Regions from separate parts of the Mus musculus genome. Here regions 1, 3, 4, 5, 6 and 7 are each linked to region 2. The links are chromatin contacts, called in public HiChIP or PLAC-seq and promoter capture Hi-C maps. All regions are on one chromosome and are shown on one strand. The core of a region is the stretch at or near the end of the contact, and the rest is flanking DNA. Distances in the headings are between cores, read along the strand shown. Region 1 has its middle 88 kb from the start of Gm31243. Region 2 holds the start of Ddit4l (DNA-damage-inducible transcript 4-like). Region 3 overlaps Slc39a8 (solute carrier family 39 (metal ion transporter), member 8). Region 4 holds the start of Slc39a8 (solute carrier family 39 (metal ion transporter), member 8). Region 5 has its middle 54 kb from the start of Nfkb1. Region 6 has its middle 71 kb from the start of Gm31243. Region 7 holds the start of Nfkb1 (nuclear factor of kappa light polypeptide gene enhancer in B cells 1, p105).

Region 1 (3,347 bases), core at 467-2,966, 1.6 Mb before region 2:
TCTATAGAAGGTTGGAAGCAACAGATCTGGATAGAGAACAAGTGCTTGATCTGCACTGCTTTGAGCCTGTAACCTACAGTTTGTGTAAAGTATGCTTCCCTCTCTTTTGGAGTTATATTTTCTTCCTTGAGCAGTAAATTTGACTGCATTTCATCTCAGCCCATCATCTGAGTCCCCACTTTTCTTGATAATTTTAAGTATCTTATGTTCTTTTTTTTAAACCCAGTTTTGCTGGGATTAAAGGATCTTAGTTTCTTATCTCAATAGAATTTGAGGTATGTTTGTTTTGTTTGTTTGTTTGTTTGTTTGTTTGTTTTGTCTGAGACAGAGTCCTTTTGTGTAGCCCTGGCTGTCCTGGAACCTGCTCTGTAGAGCAGGCTTGCCTCAAACCCACAGAGATCTGCCTGCCTCTGCCTTCCAGTGCTGGAGTTAAAGGCACACACCACCACTACCCGACTTTGCACTACTTTTAAAACTTCCTTATCAATTATTCTTTTCATTCCCAAATAAATTATCTTCCATTTTAGGACAATTTTATTTATGTTCCTAGAACCTACCAGGCTAACCCAGCCAACTCTCAGATGGCAGACACTTTTATCTTTTCTTACTGAGTTTTGGAACTACTTAGGAAAATCCTCTAGGGAAGAGATTGGGAGTATGTAGTGAGAGTCTCCCATGAGCAACCCCCTGAGCTCTTTGCTTATCATATTCCATTTGCACAGGGGTCCTCTTTGGTCTTCAGGACAGCTACACATTTAGTTCAGTGGCCATGGTTATTGTCTCTCAAACATAAGGTGTTCTTTCCCTTTTTGCTTAATTTTTATACTAGTCCACCAAGCAGGTAAGCATCATTGTGCTTATTTAGATAGCATTGAAACTAGATATTCAGAGTGGGAAGCTACATTTGGTGATCTGTTAAAAGACATATTAAATCCTGTGGCAGAGTGCTTGTTACCATGTGTGAGGCCCTGGACTTAATTACTAGTACTTAAAATTAAAAAGCACCCTCCCACCAAATCAACACCATCATCACCAAAAAAACATGTTCTACATACCTAATTTAGATGTTTCTATTTTATTACTTGTCACAGTGAAAATTTTTTTATCCTTTTAATAGCTAGTCATCTCTGCATGAGGTAGTTCTAACAAGATCAATACAATTTCATCAACATATAATTCATAAGAGGTAATAAATATTAAAGCAAAAATATACTTAAGTGCCCTATGAATGTGCAATCTTAGTTTAAAAGATAATTTGTCAACATGTTCATGCAAAGCTGGTGGTAAGTCAAGTGTGGCTTGGTAAGTGGCGAGACAAGGGACTAAATACTTAGTTTTTACTTAATTACAGAGGCAACATTAATCACCATCAAAGTAAGTATTTAAGCTTCATAAAAATGCAGAGGAAGAAACTCTTTCTCAATGGCCTGTGACTATTACCTTAACTATGCATGCTTATGTTCCTGTAGGCTGGCAGGTCCTCACTCTTAATAAATTGTAAGCAGTATTATTGAAAGTGCAGAATGGAATTAGCATGGCAGTTTCTTTATGTGCATCCAAATATACACACATATGGAGGAGTAGAACAGCCATGCTCTCTGGTTAGAATTTTCATGGAGATATTGAAACTATTATCATTTCTCAGAGTAAATAAGGACACGTTCCCCAGTTTTAAAAGACAACAGACTGAGCCTGAGAGTGTTATGGGATCAGTTCCAAAGCACTGGTATTTCATAATCAGTGAGGACATTTGCATAGAATATTGGGTCTATTAGTACTGTACTTATTAATTCCTATTAGTGCAGAGGCATTGATAAGTTAGCGTAGGAGATGAAGGAAAGGAACAAAGCTTCATCTCTAAGTTCACATAATGTCCTGATTCTAGAGGGACTGTAAGACTCTGTGGTTCCAAGTTGTATGTACGTACGTACGTATGTATGTATGTATGTATGTATGTACGTACATATTTGGTTATTTTATTCAATATTTTAAATGTTGTCCCCTTCCCATTTTTCCCTCTGGAAGCCACCTTCCCTCCCCTGCCTCTATGAAGGTGCTCCCTCACTCACCCACCTACTCCCACCTCACTGCCCTAGCATCTCTCTATGTTTTCCAAACTATTCCCCGCACTGCTTTCCTGTGCTGTCTTTTGGTCAGCACAACATCACTGGAGTAATTTTCTTCATGGTCTCCTCACATCTGAGCCCACTGTATTCCTTCTTTCTGAGAGTAGCTAACTGATTCTGACCACTGGGAACCTGAAGTTGCTTGGTTATAATCAGATATTGATACCATGGAAAACTGAGGAAACAGATGTGTAAGATATACACAACTGACCCATGTTCAAATGACACGTGTGTTGATTTAGATTACATTGAATTATGGAAAGAATAATAATGACCTTACAGTCGGAAAGAGTTGCTTATATTTTCCTGTCCCACCACTTGACTTGTGAGTATGGGCAAGCTTTGTTTCTAAATTGCATTTGCCTAATGCATTCACTGTTGTGTAATGCAAACACCAGTAAGGGTGGTTAGTGACTAGTAGATACCAGGCATTAAACACTAAGTAGTTAAGTTTCTGCAGTGAAAGGATGCTGTCTTACTTCTGCATGCTTTCCCCTGATGGCATCATCCCACAGTGTCATTACAAGATACGCACAGCTGCGTATTTCTGTGTATGCCTATCCTTTGCTTAGTTTCCAAGTTTTCAGTTAAGGCATCTCACTGTTGGAGAGTAGTGCTTGAATTCCTTTGCCGGCTTCCTGCAGTGCACCAGACAGTGCAGCACCACAGCAGAGCCAGCTCCTGTTTATTGGGTTTTGAAAATGTTTGGGAAATTTATGACAGCAGTAAGTCTTAGGAGCTTCACCTTTGCAGTAGAACAAAGGGGGTTCTGCCCTGTGGATGTCTGTTTTGGCTTCTCTGTTTTAGGGTGTTCTTCCCATGCCCTTTGTGCAGGTTATCCTTGGGATGGACCTCAGAGCTCTGAACGATACCTTCTCAATGGCCTCCATCCTCACCTTATGGCACTGAGCCTTATTTTATTGGCTGGGGTTTTGAGTATCAAATCTGTCTCAAAAAGACTTCTGAGTGTAGCGTCATTAAAGCCCTCAGTATTATTAACTTTTAATCTCTTTTAACCTTAACCTTTAACTTCCCGGTCTAATAGTAATTTCCAAGCTTATTAAACTATTAAATCCTTTCCTAGAAAGTAAACGTTGGCTTGTTGCTATAGCAACCATAGCTTTATGTGTCTTTGCTTCTGTAAACCGTGGTCTTGGTCAAAGCTCCCTCAGAAAATTCTTACTGATGCTTCTCATTAACTAATTACAATTTCTCACTTCT
Region 2 (3,127 bases), core at 600-3,099:
AAGAAAGACAATCTCTGTCGGTTACTGCAGGTATATGCTCTACACCTCCTGATTCCTCCTGCCCTAAGCTTCCTGATAGCATCACTCGTTCAGTCAAAAAGAATGCTCTTATTTGAAATTTTTGCATATGGGTAAATTGCCTTCTGAGATAAAAGCCCAGAGAGTGATATAAAATTGTAGCTAGGTGAGCCAAAAGTAAATACCACATTCTAGAACTTTCTATAACTTTGTCCCGGTGGAAGTATGAATTATGCCTAAATACCCGAGTGGAAATGCTGCATTTTCTCTATTCTACCCACGTCCATTCTGATCACTTACTATCATAACACTAATAACATTCCTTGAAGCAGGGAGGACGCAGCTGTCATTAACAAGGCTGACTAGATAAGGACCAGCGGCTCTGTAGCAGCTAAAGGACCCATTCTAACCGGCTTAAATGGGATTGCTTGTTTTCCACTTTTGTTATTAAAATAGAAGTGGAAATCTGCTTTCCCCAGCCTATCAGCATCCCGTGCCTGAGCCTGCCTGACCTTGAGCAGTGCAGCTGCTTCGGGAGAGTTAAAAATGGACCTTCAAGCTGGCTTTAGTTTCTGTTGCTCTGCCTGCAAGTGTCCTCCCACTGATCTGTTTATCACACTCTCTTTACCACTTTTGTTGTTGTTTTTCCTTCTGAGAGTTTTTTTAGCCTGGACAGCGGATCCTACTTCTCAAGGCCCTAACCTGCAGGTCCTTCCTTGCACGTGGGGACCCAAAGTGTGCGGGAGTGGTGCTGGAACCTGGCCTTGAATGAGGTTCACCCTCACCCCAAGTATCTCGGTCTCTTCCTTTTCTGATCCACCTCAACCATCTCAGCAACCTCAGCAACCTCGCTGGGAACGCCCACCCATTGCAAACCCTGTGCCACTGGCGCAGGGCAGCAGGAAGGGTGGCTTAGTAAAGTTAGAAGAAAACGTTTGGCATCGTGCTTTTAGTGGTGTCCCAGACCCTCTGTTCCCTCTTGCTCAAGACTCCCCGGAAAGAGTCGCAGAGCTTATCCTAGCAGGACAACTCTTTATTCTCATGCCCCACAAGCTTTTTAAAGACCACTAAAGCTTAAACTTCTTCCCAAACAAGCCCACCGGGAACTTTTGCTTCTGGGAATGGCAATTGCTCCTAACTATCCTGCGGCTGGAGCAGGCAACTGAGATCCTGTTAGTGGTTTTGTTTAGTTTCTTGGCACTGGCCCTCTTCAATTCAAGTTCTGTGCCTTTCGAAGCCAGGTCTTAGAACAGGGCCAGGCTCGCCCTGGCCGCGGAGAAAAACGGTTTAGTCACAGATGTAGTATCCCCAAAGATGCCCCATTGATTCCTGAGTGCAGCTGAAGCTAGAGAGCCCTTACCACATCCCGACCACCTGCGGGGAGACTGGGTGCGGACTGGAGCTGATGGGTTAGAGTCAGAACATGGGCATAAAGGATGCTCACAGAGCACAGTGTCAACTAAGCCAAATACTTATTCAGAATGACACAGCAAAGTTTTGGGTCATGCCTAACAGGACCTGGAGCTTCTAGCTGCTTGAAAAGTTCCATAGCCAAAACCTGAGCAGTCTGAGCCTGGAAGCAGGCAAGCTGTGGGCAGGGGCTCACGCCAAAGAATCTAGGTTAGTGGCCGAAGGGAGATGCTCTTTAGGAGGGTGACCAGTGGCCAACTCAGGGTGACCAGTGGCCAACTCAGGAAGCAGCAGGTGTCCGCCCAAGGCGAGGCTGATCACCAACTCCCAGGGGCTTGCCTGGGCCCCTGCCTGGGAAGGAACTGAAAGGTGACCTGACCCTGCAGGGGCGGGCCGGGGCACGGGCCCGAGCGAGTGGCGCAGGTGGGCGTGCCGGCCAGGAGGAGAGGCGGGACCTATAAAGCGCTCTCCATTCGGGAGGCGGAGCGGCCGGGTGCAGCCTGTGCTGGTGGGCGCGGTGGCCCGCAGCCTTCGGCTTGCTGCAGGACTGTGCAGGGGACCACTGTCCAAGCTTCGGACTACTGAGGGGCGCCTGCCTCGGTTTACCCTTCAGCGTCTGGTGAAATCCGGCAGGTGAGCGACCCGAGGAGGCGGGATAGGGCAGGGTCGCTTCCCAGTTGTGCTGACTTTCCAGCTACTTCCAGCCTGTTGGCTTTAGTTGGCGCCTCCGCTCCTAGGGCTTTGTCAACTTGAGTTGCTAAGGCTGGTCCCTCCCTTTGGAAGGGCAGTGCCCGGGCTAGTTCGCCCTGGCGATGCCGGGACTCTGAGGAGCCTGTGCACTTCTTGCGTGCTTTTGCAAACTTCTCACTTTTTCCTCCCAGCGCCTAGGGAAAGATCCGTTCTGCTCCGCGAGGGAAACAGAGCCGTTGACCATGGTTGCAACGGGCAGTTTGAGCAGTAAGAACCCGGCCAGCATTTCAGAGTTGTTGGACGGTGGCTATCACCCTGGGAGTCTGCTAAGTGGTGAGTCTCTGGGCTGTCCACCTCTTTCCTATCCGAAGGTTGCGGGGCCCCTCTCTAGTGTAAGCGTCCCTGCCTGAGTGCGCGAGACTTCATCTCCTCCTAGAGACACAGAGGACTATGAAACCCATCTGAGATCTCTTTCTAAACTTCCTTTGCATTGTCTGCCCACCAAAAACAAACGTAAGGGGAATAATGCGTTGTTCCAGTCTGCTAAGAGGCTCTTGGGGATGAAGTTCCCTATCTCATGGTTGGAACATTAAGTGTACAGGCTGGGTGTGTTTAAAGACATGCGCTTACTTGTGTAGCTAGCACCACCACGTCCGTCCCCCCTCCCCCCCCCCCCCCAAATTCTCCCTTTTCTGTTTGCCACCTAATCCTTCTCTTTCCCGTCTCCAGAAGACCATCCTTCGGCATTTTGTTACCACGTTAGTTTTGCTTTTAGAATGTTAAATAATAAGTGTATATGCTCTTCTCAGTTCGGTTTGCTTTCCCACCGTGTGATGTTGTAGAGTTATACACTTACCTCATCAGTGAGTTCCTTTTCGTTGCTAAGTAAGATTCTATTATGAAATGCACCCACTGTGCATTAATGTCAGAAGAAAACTTGAACAGCCCTGGTTCTACAGGAATCATCATTTGCAACTTGAAACGTCAATTTCTAATCTGACAGACTATT
Region 3 (3,426 bases), core at 522-3,021, 1.7 Mb before region 2:
AACCCAACACTTCACCAACTCTGTGGTGGCACAAGGCAGGGTGATTATTAAGTCCAAGATCGTCATTAGTTACATAGTGACATAGTGACATAGTAGGGCAGCCTGGGCTAAGCAAGAAACAACAAAGTAAAACATGGCATACTTAAAAATACTATGAGATAAGAGGAACAATAGCATATCTAATGGGGATGAAGCAGAATATAGTATAGTATAGTATAGTATAGTATAGTATAGTAAGGGCTAACGGAAGTAAACAGAAATGCGTGCCTGAGGGTGAAACCCACCGGGTTGAATTCCTTAAAATTTGAGGTGTAGACAGCTGTATATGGGAAGAGAGTTGAGGAGAGAACGCATCAAGCCAGGTACATTCTATCTGGCTGTGTGACCTTTCGATAGTTTTACCGTGGATGCCGCAGAATACTAGGATTCCTCAATACCTGAAGCAAAACATTGATTGGTACGATCCAGTCCCAAATGAAAGAAATGCTCAGCTCCTGTGCAGAAACCCCAGACGAGCATTTCAGGATTCACCACAAGATGGCGACAGCCATTTAATAATGTGTCTTCTAGTTTCCAGAGATGAACGACATGCTGAGAGAAAAAGTAACTGGAAGACAAACGGATTTCACCTTCTTCATGATCCAGAATGCAGGGATGTTAACCGGCTTCACTGCCATCCTGCTCATCACCTTGTACGCAGGAGACATCGAATTGCAGTAGCCGGAAGTGGAGTATAACGTCAACGCGGGAAGGCATTTAATAACAACACAGAAACATCTCCATAGGGATTTTTGTTTTTTTAAAAGTATATCCTATTTAGTTAAAAGAGATTTTTTTTTTATTATTTTCAACTAAAGGCTAAGGAATCTAATGACTGGTTTCAGATATGTAGAATAGGTGAAATTTGTTGTTAAAATTTTTCCTTAAAAGGTTTTCGGTTTCAGACTGCAAAGGCTGGTGTATGGGGCCTTTGGTAAATACCTGGTTTTCAATATTTTATGCATATTAGAAAATTATCATGAAGCAAACACGTGCATTCACAAGCAGACATACAGATCCAGAGAAAAACACAATCTGGGTCATGTAAGGTTTCAGAACTTGCTTGGGTAAACAACAACAACAACAACAACAACAACAACAACAACAAAAACCTCAAGCGTTTTCAGAGTGGTTTTCTTCCAATTAATGTGTTTGACTGCTTTTAAAGGCAGGTGCATCAAATGAGGAAGAAAATCAAGACAGACAGCTCCAGTGCATGCAGGACCGATCCCAGTGCCTTAACGAACCCCAGAAAGATAGCGCACAGCGTTTGTTCAGCTTTATGTCTCAGTTGGCGACCTGTAGGATTGTTTTGAAAGCTAATACAAAGTAACATGAATTAGGAAAGGATGAAAGGCTTGCTAGCCCAGCAAGGCTTGGGCTCAGGGCTTGGTCCCTGAGTTATAAGCTTGAACACACCCTGCAGAAGACCAGAATTGCTTTGCTATGATTTATGCTGTGGTTCCAGCCAACAGAAATGCCTGAGGAGTATGCGAGACTGGTTAGAACTCAGTCTTGCCATGCTCTGGGATTGCTTTGTCATGGTGGAGAATATGTTGGGTGGGAGAGAGAAATTGAATGTAATTGTGAGCAATTTACTTTTTAAAAGATGAGCATAATTATTTAGCAGGGGGAATTTCAATAAATGCAAAAATCACAGCTGGGCTGGGCTGTGTCAGAGACTGATGGTGGAGGAGGCATGTGCTCATTAGGGGTGATTGACAGTCAGCAGAGACGGCTTCTTTTATGTGCAGTGTGCTTTGTTCCCATATGGTATACCGTTGGATGGAAAACCTCAGCATACTCTTTCTACCTTTCGTAAAACACACAGCTCACTGAGTGTTTGAGCACGTTGTAGACGATCAGTCTGAATTGAACATCCTAATTTCAATTCACACTCCCAAGTAACTTAAAAAAAAGATGATTTGACAGTGATGAGAATTAGTAATAGAAGCCAAGTTATCTCAGGAATTATGTTTTCCTATAAGCCCAAACACATTTTCATGTAATAACAGTGCAGATTTGATAAACTTTAACATATATGTTTATGTGTATTCTCACTTTATGACTGACAATTAAAAAATATTATTTGACCAAACAGTAAAAGCTTTTGAAACCATGTACCGTGTCAGTTATTTTTCTCTTAATATGTCTTTATTTTGAGTGACATCATGTGGCTGGTGTTATGAGAAGAGAGGCAAGTAGAGAACTGATGTTGTATTATTTTAAAAATATCTAGCAAAAAAATCCTACAAAGACTAATTTTTCATTTCAATAAACACAATCTATATTAGTATAACCTTTCGTTTCAGTGCTTAACAATCCTTGCTTTTTAAAAGTATATGCTGTGGGCTGGAGATATGGCTCAGTGGTTAAGAGCACAGACTGCTCTTCCAGAGGTCCTGAGTTCAATTCCCAGTAACTACATGGTGGCTCACATTCATCTGTAATAGGATCTGATGTCTTCTTCTGGTGTGTCTAAAGACAGCTATAGTACATTCATATATATATAAAACATTAAAAAGTACAGATTGTATGTATTTTTAATGAAATGACTTATGGAAGAATATTTTGAAAAGATAGTTTAGTGATTCTCAGTGTACATGCAGATTGACTCTTTGGCCTGCTTTTTGTGGGTCTGGCTCTCCATCCTTTCCCTTTACCATGGAGAATGAAGGACTTTGGGTGACGATGACTTAAAGACAAGAGGCAATTGTTTGTTGGAGGCAGAAGGAAAGTCGGGATGGCATTTACTTTATCCTGATTAACTTTCTTCAAGTGAGCATAATCCTGCCAACATACTTCCTATGGAGCATTTGCCATATAATCTTAGTTTTTTGAAGAAAAAAGGATTTATTTCATTTTGAAGATTACAAACCATCACTGAGGGAAGTTAGAACTGGTACTCAGGTAGGAACTCAAACAAAACACGTGGAGGGACATCGCTTACTTTCTCTTTTCCTGGCTTGTTTGGCTCACTTTGGTAGCAGCTCTCTAGTTAGACTTGTTTACTCAGCAAGATGGAAATCATGCCTACTATGGCAAACTTAGCTAGCCACTGAGTAGTGGATATTGGAGGAGAACCTACAACCACCATTTTATTAAGACAGCATAATCATTAGATTTTAGAGATGCTACCAGAATAAATAAAAAATACTGTATATTACTCATTGCTAAACTTTAAAGAATATGTATTAATTCCTGGCACTTATTGGGTACTGTAGAAGATCCTGTTACCATGGTAATGCTGTGTCACAAAGCACCTTAGGAAACTGAAGCTCACAAAGTGGGTGAGCTTCCACTAGAGGTGCTGATGGGTAGCCAGCTGATAGAGCCATGGTACTAGGGTGTGGCTCCCATTGTGGCTGGAACTGCAAATTCATGTGG
Region 4 (3,178 bases), core at 52-2,551, 1.8 Mb before region 2:
ATCAACTTACATTTGGCCCTTTTGTGAGAGGTTTGCCCTTTGAGCATCAGTACCGTTCTGTAAATTAATACCAACATCGGACAGATTTTTTTTTTTTTTTAATTGGAAAGAGTCCAGCCTCAGGATCATTTAGTTCACTGCCTTTCAAGGCAGGGCTTTTTGTCATGTACAGGTGAGTGCTTCTCACCTGGGATCTGTTGATCTGAATTGCTTCCAGTCATGAAGAAATTATTCTCCACATTAAGGCTTGGCACACTTATGCAGAAAACTTCCTCCTGGCAGCTGCCCTGTACAGCTGCCTAATGCCTCTGGTGTGAGACGGAACATATCCCCACCTCTATCACAGGAAAGTCCTTCTGTTGTTCTTGCCTAGGCCCCCATCTTCCTAGAATCCAGCACCCCCGCCCCCGCCCCCCCTCCTGCCACACACACACACACACACACACACACACACACACACACACACACACACGGGGGGGGGGAGAGAGAGAGAGAGAGAGAGAGAGAGAGAGAGAGAGAGAGAGAGAGAGAGAGAGAAAGAGAGAGGGAGAGCGCCAAATTTCTTATGAGTAATAGTTTCTTTTTCCTTCTACCTTGTTTTTCTGTTAGCTGTCTGCCTGTTTTTAAACTTGCTGTTTTTAGGAGGGTAAAACACACACACACACCCATCCTGAAAGGCATGAACAGCACTTTGAATTCTTTTTCTGACAGCCGAGCGGGTTTCACTTTATTTCTTTATTTCTAGATCGTTTCATCCACCGGACACAACCTTTGTCCCCAAACACCACATTCACTTTACACAAACTTGTTGACCTGACACCCAACTCAGCTTTTCTTGAACCTTCGTCTGAGCAAATAAACATTCCTTGTGATCTGCGGATATCCCGAGCGGCGTCAGGAAGGGCCCGCGAGGCCCCTGCTGGCTCAGCTAGCCCACCAACTTGCGACTGATTTGGTTTCCTCTTTCTCCTCTGATTTTTAAGAAGTGAGGCAAAAAACCAATTCCTGTTCATTTTTGAGACAATGCAAGGGGCTCTAGACACCGTTGCAGGAAGCTGATTTCATGGAGGTCACCAAAAAAGTGGGCCGGGACACCAGGAAGGGGGCTAGGGATCCCACCGTGGAGGTGGGCTCCAGGGAGTAGGCACCACAGCGGCTGGGATGGCAGACAGAGAGGTAAGCGCCCCGGCGTGGACGCACTTGGGAGATCAGCCTGGGGGAGTGTGACACCACGTGCTTCAGGGGCGGGGACAACACTCTCCCTCCCCTTCTTATCTCTAAAGGGTGCAGGGCCTGATCTCAGAGTTTCTTAGAGAAAGGAGAGAGAAAGACAGACAGAGAGAGAGAGAGAGAGAGAGAGAGAGAGAGAGAGAGAGAGAGAGAGAGAGAGAGAGAGAAGTATTTTGAATATATTTGAACCTCAGGGGCTGACATAGACAGTAGAGGTGAGAGGCTAGCAACTTCTCCGTTTCAACTTGCCAAGCTCACAGCCAGTTGTGCAGAGAGGGTCCAGCGTAGACGCGGGAACCTGGGGACCCCGAGGGAGTGTTTCTCTGCAGATTTTTGGGGGGTGGGAGCTTCAGTCCCGACCCTTCCACGTTTCTGCGGCGGGAAAAAAAAGCCTCAAGACAGGAAGAGGAGTTGGGGTTGCACAGTCAGAGGATTTAGTTCCCCGAAGTGTGGCGCGGTTGGGGCTTTATATCCGGGACAAGCGAGAGTCACCACACTGTAAGCAAATCCTGGGGCTTCAGCAAACCAGGCTCCGGGCAGCTGGCCCCACGCCCGGCTCGGAGTTCGAGACTCTGGCCACTCAGAGCTCTGGGGCCCGCAGACTGCTGACCCAGTGCCCTTTATCTCTGTCCCCCTTTGTTCCTTTTATCTCAGGCTCCGCAGGAGGCTCCGAGAGGCCACACTGCCTATCGCCCTTCTGGCTGTTCTACCTCTTCAATGCCCCGAAGGTCTGAGACTGCAGAGCGGGGGCACGGAGTGTCTCGCTAACTGGGCCAGGCAGTGACGCGGGACCGGCGCACCCTCCCACCCCCACCCTAACGGCACTGACACCGGGGCACCGGCGCGGGTCCCTGCATCAGCTAGCTCCGGAGCTGCGCGCTCCACGATGGCTCCGGGCCGGGCAGTGGCCGGGCTGCTGCTGCTGGCGGCCACCAGCCTGGGACACCCCTCGGAGGGACCGGAGCTCGCCTTCAGTGAGGATGTGCTGAGCGTGTTCGGCGCCAACCGGAGCCTGTCGGCCGCGCAGCTGGGGCGCCTGCTGGAGCGTCTGGGGGCTGCATCCCAGCAGGGAGCGCTGGACCTGGGCCAGCTGCACTTCAACCAGGTAAGGGTGGCCCCGTTCTCTGCAGTTTTCTCAGATTCCCATCCCCAGAGCAGTAGCACCAGAGAAAGGATTTCGTGAAGTTTTTCAAGTTTGAAGCGGTCATTTGATCCTCACCGGTTGGTTCACCGGGCATTAAGGGACTTGAGTTAGAGATCTGGCAAGCCAAAATGAGAAGTTGAGCTACCAGAGGACTTGTTGATCTATAGAAAAACGGATAGGTCTACGAAGTAGTTGAGGGCGGAAACTCACCCAAGATATGAACTTTAGATAGGAATGGTATATTTAATTCTTAAGGAAAGAGCCATTTACTTAACTTACACATTCAGCAGTAGGAACCTGTCACCTGCGGTCCTTATCAGTTTCAGGGTGAGTGACCACTCCCATTTAAAAACACTCTTGTGAATATTGCATAAGGCCGTTAGGGCTGAAACAGCACACCTTACAGATGGGGAAACTGTGGACACCTTAAAACTCAGATCACCCCGTGATTACTGGTTCAGTTGGTGCCAGCCTGGGGTTGGAGTCATTTTCTAGTCACGTCATGTCATGTGTTTAACTCTAAAATTCATTCAAAATAACAAAACGTACATTTTTTTCAGTACATGCGTACCTAGTCATGTACTAATGCCTCAGGTTTAAGGGTGGGCTTGAACTTTATAGAGTAATTAAAAATCACATTTGTCTCAGGGCTTGGGCTATCATCTGGTGATGGAGACCGCAAGTTCTAATCCCCAGCCCAGCAAGCCATTAGAGGTGGCAATTAAATCAATACTTCATTCTACACGTTCTTGCTTACCTACACGCTAACTAGCAGATGGGGCAGTTCATATAGAGTTTATCATT
Region 5 (3,074 bases), core at 72-2,571, 1.9 Mb before region 2:
GTCCAGTTAGGTGCTGAATTCTTCTTATCCAGCTCACTGGAGTTGGTTTCCAAAGAGTCCTGTTAATGAATGAATGGGCTTCTGCCAAGTTTGTTCCACTATTTGCTTTACAAAGTTACGGTGTAACTCTGACAAACAAAACATAACAAAACCCAACAAAACAAAACAAAACAAGAATCTGTGGAGGCCTAAGACCAAGAACTCTGTTTTGGTTTTCCTTTGATTTTCTTCAAGTCACGGTCCACAGATGATTGAGTGACGTGCTTTCAGGCTAACTTTTGTCCCTTCTCTGCCCTAACAAAATAGTAGAAACAGAATGACAAACAATTAATATGTATTTCCTCAGTGTTTGGAGGTTGGATGTCTATGACATGTGGCTAGGCTTCTTTCCCTGGCTTGTAGATGGCCGGATCACTTCTTATGGCAGCCCTACTGTGTGGTTATGGCCATTGTCACTCTCTTACAAGGACACCACAGGAAAGGGAATATAGTAATAAAGTATCCATGAAAACAGAACAATCAGAAATCTTATTAAAATAGGGCCCCATGCTATTGGAGATTGAATTTTGATGACCACTTCAAACCCCCAGTTTCCAAACATAGTAGTATGAGAGGTAAGGTTCAGCTTAGGGATCTGGGAAGGATATGTTCTTCCCAGGTGATAACTGATGGTGTGTAGGTGATGGAGAGAGAGCCAAGTAGCTCTTAACGCCAAAGGCAAGGCTCTGAAACAGAAATATCCAAGTGTCGTTGCGCTTGCACTCGACCGTACAGTCCAAAGTCATGAGGTTGAGTCGTAGCTCTGGATTTCCACCAATGAATGGCATGGTTCTGTAAGCCGCCCACCCTTGTAATCATCCAAAGCAAAGGGGATATAGTAATAAAGTGCTTATGAAAACAGGGTGAACACAAAACTTGTAATACACTAATGCTTGATGCACGGTAATGCCTAGTAAGTTTTATTTATTCATTCATTATTTTTGAGACAGGGTTTTTTTGTGTGTAGCTCTGGCTGTTTCTGGAACTCAATTTGTAGCTCTGTAGACCAAGGTAGCCTCAAACTCTCAGAGATCCACCTGCCTCTGCCTCCCAGGTGCTGGGATTAAAGGCGTCACCACCACCGCCTGGCTCTGATAAGTTTTGGTTGGGCACCCTTTCCATACTCCTTACTTATTTTCTGTTATAAAACATGGCCTTTTAGCTCTGTATCAGTTTCACAACAGTCTGCTCTGTGAGCTTCCTTCACTCTCAACCTATGCTGATCTCGACTCAGTATTTCAGCTCCACCTGCCCCGAGGGTTGCCATTTCTCTGACACATACTTCTAGACTCTTCAGAAAAATTTCTCAAATAGCTGAATCCATCTCAAGTGTCCTGTTTCTGGTGGCTTGCTTAGATGACTGATGTGGTAACAAATAAATGTGATGGCTCTCAGAGAGCCTCCTCTCAATCTGTGCAGAATACAGGGCAACACGTATTTAAAATGCTTTTGCTATTTTAAAACAACGCTATGTTTTAAAAAAGCTTTTGCTTCCTTAGCCTTGTTCTCACACACCTAAGAATTCAGCCCATCTGACAAGCAACCCTCATTAAGTAAAAAAAAAAAGTAGGGAATGAGACATAGGTGAAAGGTCACTTTCATGGGGTGATTGCACCTGCCCTATGCTGACAGGATGTGTCCCACTCAAACTCACGTACGTTTGGAGAGAGCATTTTTAACTGAGTAAACTTAAAATGGATAATATTATAAAGAGTAAAGGTTATGATAAAATTGAAAACTTGGTGCCTTCAAAATTGTATGTTCTAGAATGTTCCACGATGCCCGTTACTCAATTGTGTCAAGGCCATGAGAATCTCCAGATGTTGACTCAGGCTGCCTGACCCTCAATTTCCAATATTTCTGTTATTACAATGGGGGTAATGGGGATAGCCCCATTTTTCTCACTTTAAAAATAACCGAGAGTCAAATACAACATGCAGCAAGTTCTATAAAACTTGCAGGTGCTGTCTCTGAGATGTCCTTTCACTCACCTGCCTGGTATCAGCTCACCTTTAAGGATTAGACTAGGTATCACCTCTACTGCCCTATCATTTTTCCTTATCATAATTCTCTGCTACAAGATATGGGAAGTTTTTCTACATACAGCCACCAAGGCTGAGATGGATGTCAAAAGAGTTTAGATAATTTTCTCACATCTTACAGGTAATGGTTAACATGTATTTTTCTAATTTAGAATTACCCATCCCCACATCTACTAGGACACAAAGCCACCTTCTTCTTCTTCTTCTTCTTCTTCTTCTTCTTCTTCTTCTTCTTCTTCTTCTTCTTCTTCTTCTTCTTCTTCTTCTTCTTCTTCTTCTATATACTTCTCCTCAGTGAACTTTAGTTAGATGAGCAAGGGTTCAGTCTTGACTCTGTAGACGCCTACCACTCGAACTTCAACTTGAAAAGCCTTTTTATGTTTAGGAGTTGGGAATCACATAATCTGTTGCACACAGTCTGAAAGACCAGTGTTGTAGGGGGTCCAACAAGTTATGGGTGCTTAGAGTGGGTTGATTACTGTGACATTTGTTATTACTAATGTCATTGTCATTCCTGCAGAATAAACCATAAGGCAGTCTCTATCCATGTAGGTTTGGGCCATTGATCCTTCAGAGAGTTGTTTTGTTGGTTTGGGTAACCTTGTTAGCACACAATTAAAAAAAGGGGTGGAGGCTGCAGAAGAGGAAAAAGAGAAATGGAGGAAGGAAAGCAAGGATATTTGTGTTCTTCCATGTGTGTTTTCTTTTTTGTTACTTATTTTTTATTACATTTGCCCCAAATTGCTCATGCTCCATAAGACCTGAAATTTTTATATTAATTTCTAACAGTGAAATCAGGATTCAATAATGTCTTTTGTGTATGATCTTTGCTATAGAGGTAGACAACAGGGCTTACACACAAATTTCTGCAGCCAGACAAGAAAGCAGGGAGTCTGACCTGTGAATGGTGGGCAGGCAAATGACACCTACCAAGTATGTGTTGAGGCAGAAGATTGACAATTGTGTTCCCTGACCCAGAGTACAAGAGCACCC
Region 6 (3,187 bases), core at 240-2,739, 1.7 Mb before region 2:
CGAAGTTGTATCTTAAAGGACTGTCATGGTTTTGAGATCATCAGGTGGCTTCTAAGGTGCACTCACTGGATTAGATCACAGCTGATCACAAGGGTTGTATAAAAAGTAAGGCTGCTTTTCTGTAAAGTTAATAGTCTTTTTTTTTTTTTTTAAATGAGATCTCCTAGAAGGAATCTGGTATAAGGGTAAGACCATACTTAATATTATACATGGCTGGGCTTAAGCATGATTCATTGCTATCTTAACATTCTTTATCTGAAACTATCTCTACATAAAAGGAATATTATCTCTACACGGGAAACCTTCACTTCAAATTTTGGTAACTGCGCAGGATTCCTTGACTCCCACAAGATCCCTACCAGACACTTAAGCAGACTCAGGAGTGAGGGTTCCTTTCCCTTCCAAAGTATCCTTAATTTCCCTATCTTTCTATCCTGTGTCAAAAAGAGACAGACCATATGGAATCAGCTTCCTGAGCTGCCTCCAAAGCTGAAGGTGAGATGCTACACTGAGGCTTCGCAGCTGGGGAATGGAAGCCCACCTGACCCCAGCCCAGAAAGGAAGCTCTGACGACTATGAAGAAAACCTGGTCAGTGGCACGGTGGCAAGTCAAGGTTATACTAACCTGAACTTGGTATGGCAAGACAGACTATACAAAAACCCTAAGTCTCATGGACACGAAGTGAAGTTATGCATCCTCACAGCAGGGAAGAGATACCCAGGAGCCTCAGGTTGCCATGGAGATCTGGGCAAGCAGAACACATCACATCTTCTTAAAAGCATCACAAACCATAGCCTCCACTCCACCACACAGTGTAATGTGTCATTTACAGAGGAACAGGCAGGGAGAGGGCTGCCAGAAGCAGTAGTTTATCTTTTCTGAGAGAATATTTCCCCCGATGAAGTTGGAACTATTGGAGGAGATTAAGGAGACTAAGTGTTAATTGAATTTCGTTCATTTGTTTCTTCCGTTAACTAGTGTAGTTGAGACTAACACAGAGGGCCAGGGAAAGTGCAGGAAGAACGCTCATTTTCTTTTCAGTCTGAGTTACAGTGGGAGTTAAAGTTTATAAGCCTGCTACAAAGAATGGCTCCGCAGAACAGAAAATATAACGAGAGGGAACAAATGTTGTCAATCGTATAGAAAAATGAAAAGAAACCATATGTAAAATAGCCAGGAAAATTAAAGGGAGGAGATGGAATTACCCAAGACCAGCAGAAGAGGGCCTGACATCTTCATGGTGTCTACTTACATGGGAAGCTCACTTAACACCAGAGACTTTGTAAGACACTTAATGCCAGTGCTCCCTAGCTGTTACAGAAATATATGTAGTTGTTGAAAGGAAAAACAAAAACCCAAATACAGTGAGTAGGATGGGGAAAGAAATGACAGCTACAGAGGGAGAATAACAATTTCTGTGTCTCAGTGGGCTGTTCCAGGGCCACCCACACCTTCATTTGTCAGATTGTACTGTTCTTTCTCCCCATGGTACTCCCTCCCGGCTCTGGTCTGGAGGGTGGTGGGTGGAGGGAGAACAGAGTATGGCTATCCCCCCACCCTTCCCAGCTCTCCAACTACCTCAGCTTATTTCACCCTTGCCTGAACACGCCCACAGCCTCACTGTGCAAAAGCCCCTTGCACGTTGACTTAGACAACTGTGAAGGCTTCCTGACTGATTCTGTTCCCTGATCCGTGTCATGTGTCTTGGCCAGAGCCATCACCCCAAAACCTGGGTGTTGCAGTTCCATCCTCCCACACACCTTCATAGTCTCCACTTTGAGATGGAGCTTGTAGGCAAGGCTCTTCAGAAGATTGTAGGAGCTTTTCTACCTCCTATCCCAAGGGTTATTTTTTGAAGCTTTGTAGCGACTATACAGCACCCTAATTTGCTTTTATAGAATCTATTATTTTGATCATTCACCAATCAAGACATAGAGATAGTTTTCTTAGTTAGGGTTACTAACAAAACACCATGACTAAAAAGCAAGTTGTGGAGTCAATGGTTGTTTGTTTGTTTGTTTGTTTGTTTTCCTCCTTTTTTCTTTTCTTTTGGTTTGGCTTACACTTCCATATCTTCTACACTGCTGCTCACCACTGAAGGAAATCCGAACTGGAACTCAAGCCCAGTAGCATCCTACAGGGGTGCTGCTTCCTGGCTTGCTTCCCCCTATTTTGTTCAGCCTGCTTTCTTATAGAACTCAGGACTGCCGGGCCAGCGATAACATCATGCATGAAGGGCTGGGCCCTCCCCCACTGATGACTAACTGAAAGAAGGTTTTATAGCTCCATCTTATGGAAGTATTTCCTCAGCTGAGGCTTGTTCTTCTCTGATAACTCTAATTTGTGTCAAATTGCCAAAAAAGGGGGGAGGGCAACACAATTGTGAAATAGGAAAGAGAAAAAATATAATGAACATAGTCACATGATAAGGCCTGGTGCTATCAAGTGGGACCTCACAAGTATCATAGTATCATGCTAAAAACAGCTGTATCTATGGTCCCTAGAAAAGAGGCTTAAGACTTTTTCTCTGGGACTGATTAGATGGAGAAAGGCACTTGCTAAGGAATTAAATTTGAGCTTCAGACCCTATACAGTGGAAGGTGAGAACCTTCTCTGGCAAGTTGTTCTCTGATCTCTACAACTATACTGTGACACACACACACACACACACACACACACACACACACACACACACAAACACCCACACCCCATATTTAAAACAACCCAATAGGCCATTACAAATGTACAAGGGACAGGCTAGCCAAAAGAAGGATGTCTTTGCTAGTCTTCATGTGTGCTAATAAAAAGAAAGATAGAAATACTGGGTTGAGAGTAGACAGGTGAAACACACACACTCGACTCTTCAGTGTTCTTGAAAGGTAATTTATATATAATAAGTCTGTCAGCTTTAGGTGCACACTTCAATGAGCTTAACAATGAGCCACCTACATAACCACCGCCCCATCATGCAGAACGCTCCATCACCCTGAGCTACATTCCTGCCCCTCAGAACCTAATTTCTTTTCTCTCAAGCACTGATCTGTATCTATCACTCCAGTTTTGCCCTTTCTACCATTTGTTTGGTCAGAATCTTATTCTCTATATTCTTGTATGCTGGGTATCTTTCCCTTGCTGTGATCTTATTGACACCAGAGAACATAGTTTTATGTTAGTCGACAGAAGCTG
Region 7 (3,126 bases), core at 197-2,696, 1.9 Mb before region 2:
GTCTGAGCCCCAGTATTTGATGCCATAGCCATCAAATGTTAATAAACACCACAAGTTGTTCTCAGCCCTAAAACAACAAAAATTTTAGTTAAATATGCTTACTTAGAAAGCTGCAGTGTTGGCCTTTACTTTTAAAAGTTCATTAAAAAAACAAAACAGATTAAATCTAGATGATGAAATCTTTTTATCATTTGTCCCACTTAAGTTTTAGACTCGACCCATAAACAGAGCCAAGATTGGTGTCTGTCTCAGAAGACCGAAGGAAGCCTACATGTAGCAGAGGCGTCATGTTTGTATCGTTTTCTGTTTTGGAGGTCAGGCACAAAACATGGTGCCATTATCCTAGAGTTTCCCCGTAATCAAAAGTCTGAAAGGTGCTATTAGTAGGTAATTTCTCTCTCAAATGCCAGCCCTGGAGAATCGGTGTGAGGCCCTCCTTATTATTTTGAAAATCAAAGTTGAGATTTGGCAGCTGAATGCATGATATGTGTGTGTATGGGGAGGGGGGGGTGTCTATCTCAGATTGGTAAGTGGGCCCCAGGTTCTCCCGAGGGACTGATTCTTAGGAGCTGGGAAGGGCTTTGCCAGCCAGGAGGACTGACAGGCACTTCTGCTTTCATTTCACTGACCGCCCTTTGGTGAAATCTGGCTGTGCACTGCACCAAGCACCTTTCTATCTGTCCTAGGCCGGTGGCGGACCTCAGCCTGGCCGCCACCACCCCACCCCAACCCCGCCGCAGGGGCTTGGGTACATCTTTCTAAAACTTTGCAAGAGTTCCTCTCCGCTTCCCGTTCCCGCCCGCGGAGACGCCGAGGGCCCCGCCAGCCGGCCCGCAAGGCCTCGGGGCCGCCCAGTGCGGATGTGCCCTTTCCCCGCAGCCGGGGCCGCTCGATCCGCGACTCCTGCTTGGGGCTCTCCCCTAGTCCCCCCCCGAACCCCGGGAGCTTCGAGCCAGTGGGACCCGCTGCACCGTGGTGCGGAGAGCTGGCGGCTCCGTTCCTCTACCTGCCCCGGGGCTTACCCTGGAGATGCGGCGCGGCCTCTCCTCGCCTGCGGGCTCCCGCTGCGGAGCGGCGCGGACCGGCGGGAGCCCGAGCCGGGTCGGGGCGCGGGCGGGCGGGCGGGCGGCTCAGCGGCGCGCCATGGCTGCGGCGCGGGCGGAGAAGCGCGGGGCGGGCCGGGCGCGGCGGGGCCCTGAGCTCCGGCCTGCGCTGCTAGAGCCGGCCCGCGAGCAGGCCGAGGGCGGCGGCGGCGGCGGCGGCGGCGGCAGGCCGGGGGCGCGCAGGGCACGGGAAGCCGTCAGCGCGCAGCCGGGCTGCTCGGGTGGCGAAACCTCCTCTTCCTGCCCGGCTCGCCTCGGTACTTCTCTCTCGTCCTCTCTCGCTCACTCTCTCACTTCCTGGCTGGAAATTCCCACTGACGTCGAGAGAGAGCAGACAGACGGACGGACCCACGCGCGCGCGCACAGCGGGGGCGGGAGGTGGGGTCGCCTCCGGGGGTGGGGGAAGCCCGCGCGCCCCGACCCGGCGCCCCGAACCCCAAGCCCCGCGGCGGCCGCGACGCCCCCGGGAGGCGCCCGCAGCCCAAGGGCAGGCCCGGACAGCTGGAGGCCACGGGAGACCGGCCTGGTCCCCACGCGCTGGGCACAAAAGTCAATCTCATCTGCTTGTTCCCTCCTCTGGGGGTCTCGGCTACACTCAGATCGCTCCATAGAGCGGACAGGAATTTCGAGATCGTAGCTGAGGTTCTCTCCAGAGAACCATGAATTTATATTGGGTCTGGATGAAGTCTTCAATCCGCTCGATTATTTCAGCCACAGCGCATTGTCCGGCCTGTGTGATCATCGCTGTGGATGGAATTAGAGCGACAGTGAGACCCGCAGTGTTGGTTCACAGCTCATAAATCCTTATCCGGCTCAAGGGAGGTTATTTTTCTGGAGAGGCCTCCCACTGATGACCGTTTGCGAGCATTTGAGCGTCTTTATTCTTTGGGCAAAGTGCCTCCATGGGCCAGGAATGACAGCCTGGGGCTAGGTAGCTCCCAAGTGAGTTTTGACTTAAACCTATTTTAGAGTTCGGGGGTCTCACTACTGAGTTCAAGTGGAAATACAACTTTGAAAGGCCAGGGATCAATCAGGTAGTGAGCATGCAGTTTTATTTTGGTACTTAACCCTCCGCTCAGCGTTCCACTTATGAAGTTATAAAAAACCCTCTCAGTGGGATGTTGTTGAGGGAAACACAGGTGCCCCCCCCCACACTGTATATTAGAGAGTCTTTAAGTGACCTTAAAGAGCCCTGTAATCAACCTTAAAGCTATATCATTAAATTGTAGAGACCGTTTTGCCATCTAGAGTTCAGAGGCTTCCTATAGATGGAAGACAACGATGGTTGTTATTATTTATGGGACATTAGAAATTGTAACCTACGGGCCTGGGAAATGACTCAACAGAGTGGTCGTTGGGATCTTTAGCATTCCTGCAGGTGGGGGTATCTGTAACCTCAGCGGACAGTTGGACCTGGAACTCATTGGATAACTAACAAAGCCAAGCGCTGAGTGACAGAAAGTGACAAACACAGACCTCTGTGAGAGAGAGTGGGGGTGGGGGGGACAGAGGGAGGGGGAGGGGGAGAGGGCAAGAACTGTGTCCTTGTTACTATTTAGCACATTGCTATATAGTATATAAAATGATTCTTTTCCCTGATGATATAAATACAAAGCCTGAAAGCTCTGGTGAAACAACAAAGTATAAAGTGTTTGTCTTTCCTCTGAGGACTAGGTGGGATGGGGAAAACTCTACAGTCTGCAAGGTGGGGCAGTCCCATTGTCAAAGGCACATAAATAAGACTGTTACAAAGGTAGAGGCAATGGGATATACTACTAGAACACAAGTTGAAGACTGTTCATCAGCAAGAAGTATCTAGTTAAACTTCAAGCTCCAAATGATCCCATGGGATATACCTAAAACAGAAGCCTGTGTGGGAAGCAGGTAGACTAGGCTCCTATGTCTGTGGCAACAGAAACCAATGTCAGGGATTTGTTCCTTCACAGTCCTTGCTGCAAGAGGTCTGACATTCAGATGTGGTTGCCAAGGCCACACTCCACAGAAATCCTTTGCCTGGCCCCTG

What was found. Promoter capture Hi-C pulls out the DNA fragments that hold promoters and counts their contacts. HiChIP or PLAC-seq counts read pairs in DNA pulled down with a chosen protein or histone mark.
Region 1: a promoter capture Hi-C map of hippocampal neurons shows a contact between it and region 2, with 5 times the contacts expected there. The contact joins the enhancer-like site here to the promoter of Ddit4l in region 2. A contact is called at or near these places in 9 of 39 promoter capture datasets (the 3T3-L1 cell line, cranial neural crest, frontonasal cranial neural crest and 5 more), 1 of 115 datasets of contacts at active chromatin or transcription factors (astrocytes) and 1 of 9 other capture datasets (liver).
Region 3: a contact with region 2 is called in a promoter capture Hi-C map of hippocampal neurons, with 12 times the contacts expected there. The contact joins the enhancer-like site here to the promoter of Ddit4l in region 2. A contact is called at or near these places in 9 of 39 promoter capture datasets (cranial neural crest, embryonic stem cells, frontonasal cranial neural crest and 6 more), 2 of 484 Hi-C or Micro-C datasets (cortical neurons and nephron progenitors), 4 of 115 datasets of contacts at active chromatin or transcription factors (astrocytes, embryonic forebrain, embryonic stem cells and 1 more) and 2 of 9 other capture datasets (embryonic stem cells and liver).
Region 4: a promoter capture Hi-C map of the SN4741 cell line shows a contact between it and region 2, with 5 times the contacts expected there. The contact joins the promoter of Slc39a8 here to the promoter of Ddit4l in region 2. A contact is called at or near these places in 10 of 39 promoter capture datasets (the 3T3-L1 cell line, the HPC-7 cell line, the SN4741 cell line and 7 more), 4 of 115 datasets of contacts at active chromatin or transcription factors (embryonic forebrain, embryonic stem cells, large pre-B cells and 1 more) and 2 of 9 other capture datasets (adipose tissue and liver).
Region 5: a promoter capture Hi-C map of the C10 cell line shows a contact between it and region 2, with 6 times the contacts expected there. The contact joins the enhancer-like site here to the promoter of Ddit4l in region 2. A contact is called at or near these places in 5 of 39 promoter capture datasets (the C10 cell line, embryonic stem cells, hippocampal neurons and 2 more) and 2 of 115 datasets of contacts at active chromatin or transcription factors (astrocytes and epiblast stem cells).
Region 6: a contact with region 2 is called in a promoter capture Hi-C map of hippocampal neurons, with 5 times the contacts expected there. The contact joins the enhancer-like site here to the promoter of Ddit4l in region 2. A contact is called at or near these places in 6 of 39 promoter capture datasets (cranial neural crest, hippocampal neurons, liver and 3 more) and 2 of 9 other capture datasets (adipose tissue and embryonic stem cells).
Region 7: an H3K27ac HiChIP or PLAC-seq map of embryonic stem cells shows a contact between it and region 2, with 6 times the contacts expected there. The contact joins the promoter of Nfkb1 here to the promoter of Ddit4l in region 2. A contact is called at or near these places in 2 of 39 promoter capture datasets (frontonasal cranial neural crest and hippocampal neurons) and 3 of 115 datasets of contacts at active chromatin or transcription factors (astrocytes and embryonic stem cells).

What each region holds. Positions count from the first base shown.
Region 1 is chr3:135,987,780-135,991,126 of GRCm38.p6, forward strand. No RefSeq gene overlaps it. Among named protein-coding and RNA genes, the nearest start is that of Gm31243, 88 kb to the left of the region's middle. Within about 2 kb of position 1,717, at least 3 of the 459 cell types and tissues checked have an H3K27ac peak or open chromatin away from gene starts, as enhancers often do. A contact at or near this core is called in hippocampal neurons, where this site is marked.
Region 2 is chr3:137,621,823-137,624,949 of GRCm38.p6, forward strand. Ddit4l (DNA-damage-inducible transcript 4-like) reads left to right here and starts at 1,850. Exons shown (of 3, transcript NM_030143.4): 1 at 1,850-2,061; 2 at 2,310-2,451. The coding sequence starts at 2,361.
Region 3 is chr3:135,886,235-135,889,660 of GRCm38.p6, forward strand. Slc39a8 (solute carrier family 39 (metal ion transporter), member 8) reads left to right here. Exons shown (of 9, transcript NM_001135149.1): 9 at 571-2,338. The coding sequence ends at 720. Among named protein-coding and RNA genes, the nearest start is that of Gm31243, 14 kb to the right of the region's middle. Within about 2 kb of position 1,772, at least 25 of the 459 cell types and tissues checked have an H3K27ac peak or open chromatin away from gene starts, as enhancers often do. A contact at or near this core is called in cortical neurons, embryonic forebrain, hippocampal neurons and 1 more, where this site is marked.
Region 4 is chr3:135,824,356-135,827,533 of GRCm38.p6, forward strand. It overlaps Slc39a8 (solute carrier family 39 (metal ion transporter), member 8), which reads left to right and starts at 1,302. Exons shown (of 9, transcript NM_001135149.1): 1 at 1,302-1,445; 2 at 1,885-2,335. The coding sequence starts at 2,117.
Region 5 is chr3:135,744,275-135,747,348 of GRCm38.p6, forward strand. No RefSeq gene overlaps it. Among named protein-coding and RNA genes, the nearest start is that of Nfkb1, 54 kb to the left of the region's middle. Within about 2 kb of position 1,322, at least 3 of the 459 cell types and tissues checked have an H3K27ac peak or open chromatin away from gene starts, as enhancers often do.
Region 6 is chr3:135,971,077-135,974,263 of GRCm38.p6, forward strand. It overlaps the pseudogene Gm16500. Among named protein-coding and RNA genes, the nearest start is that of Gm31243, 71 kb to the left of the region's middle. Within about 2 kb of position 1,490, at least 20 of the 459 cell types and tissues checked have an H3K27ac peak or open chromatin away from gene starts, as enhancers often do. A contact at or near this core is called in hippocampal neurons, where this site is marked.
Region 7 is chr3:135,690,101-135,693,226 of GRCm38.p6, forward strand. Nfkb1 (nuclear factor of kappa light polypeptide gene enhancer in B cells 1, p105) reads right to left here and starts at 1,447. Exons shown (of 25, transcript NM_008689.2): 1 at 1,023-1,447.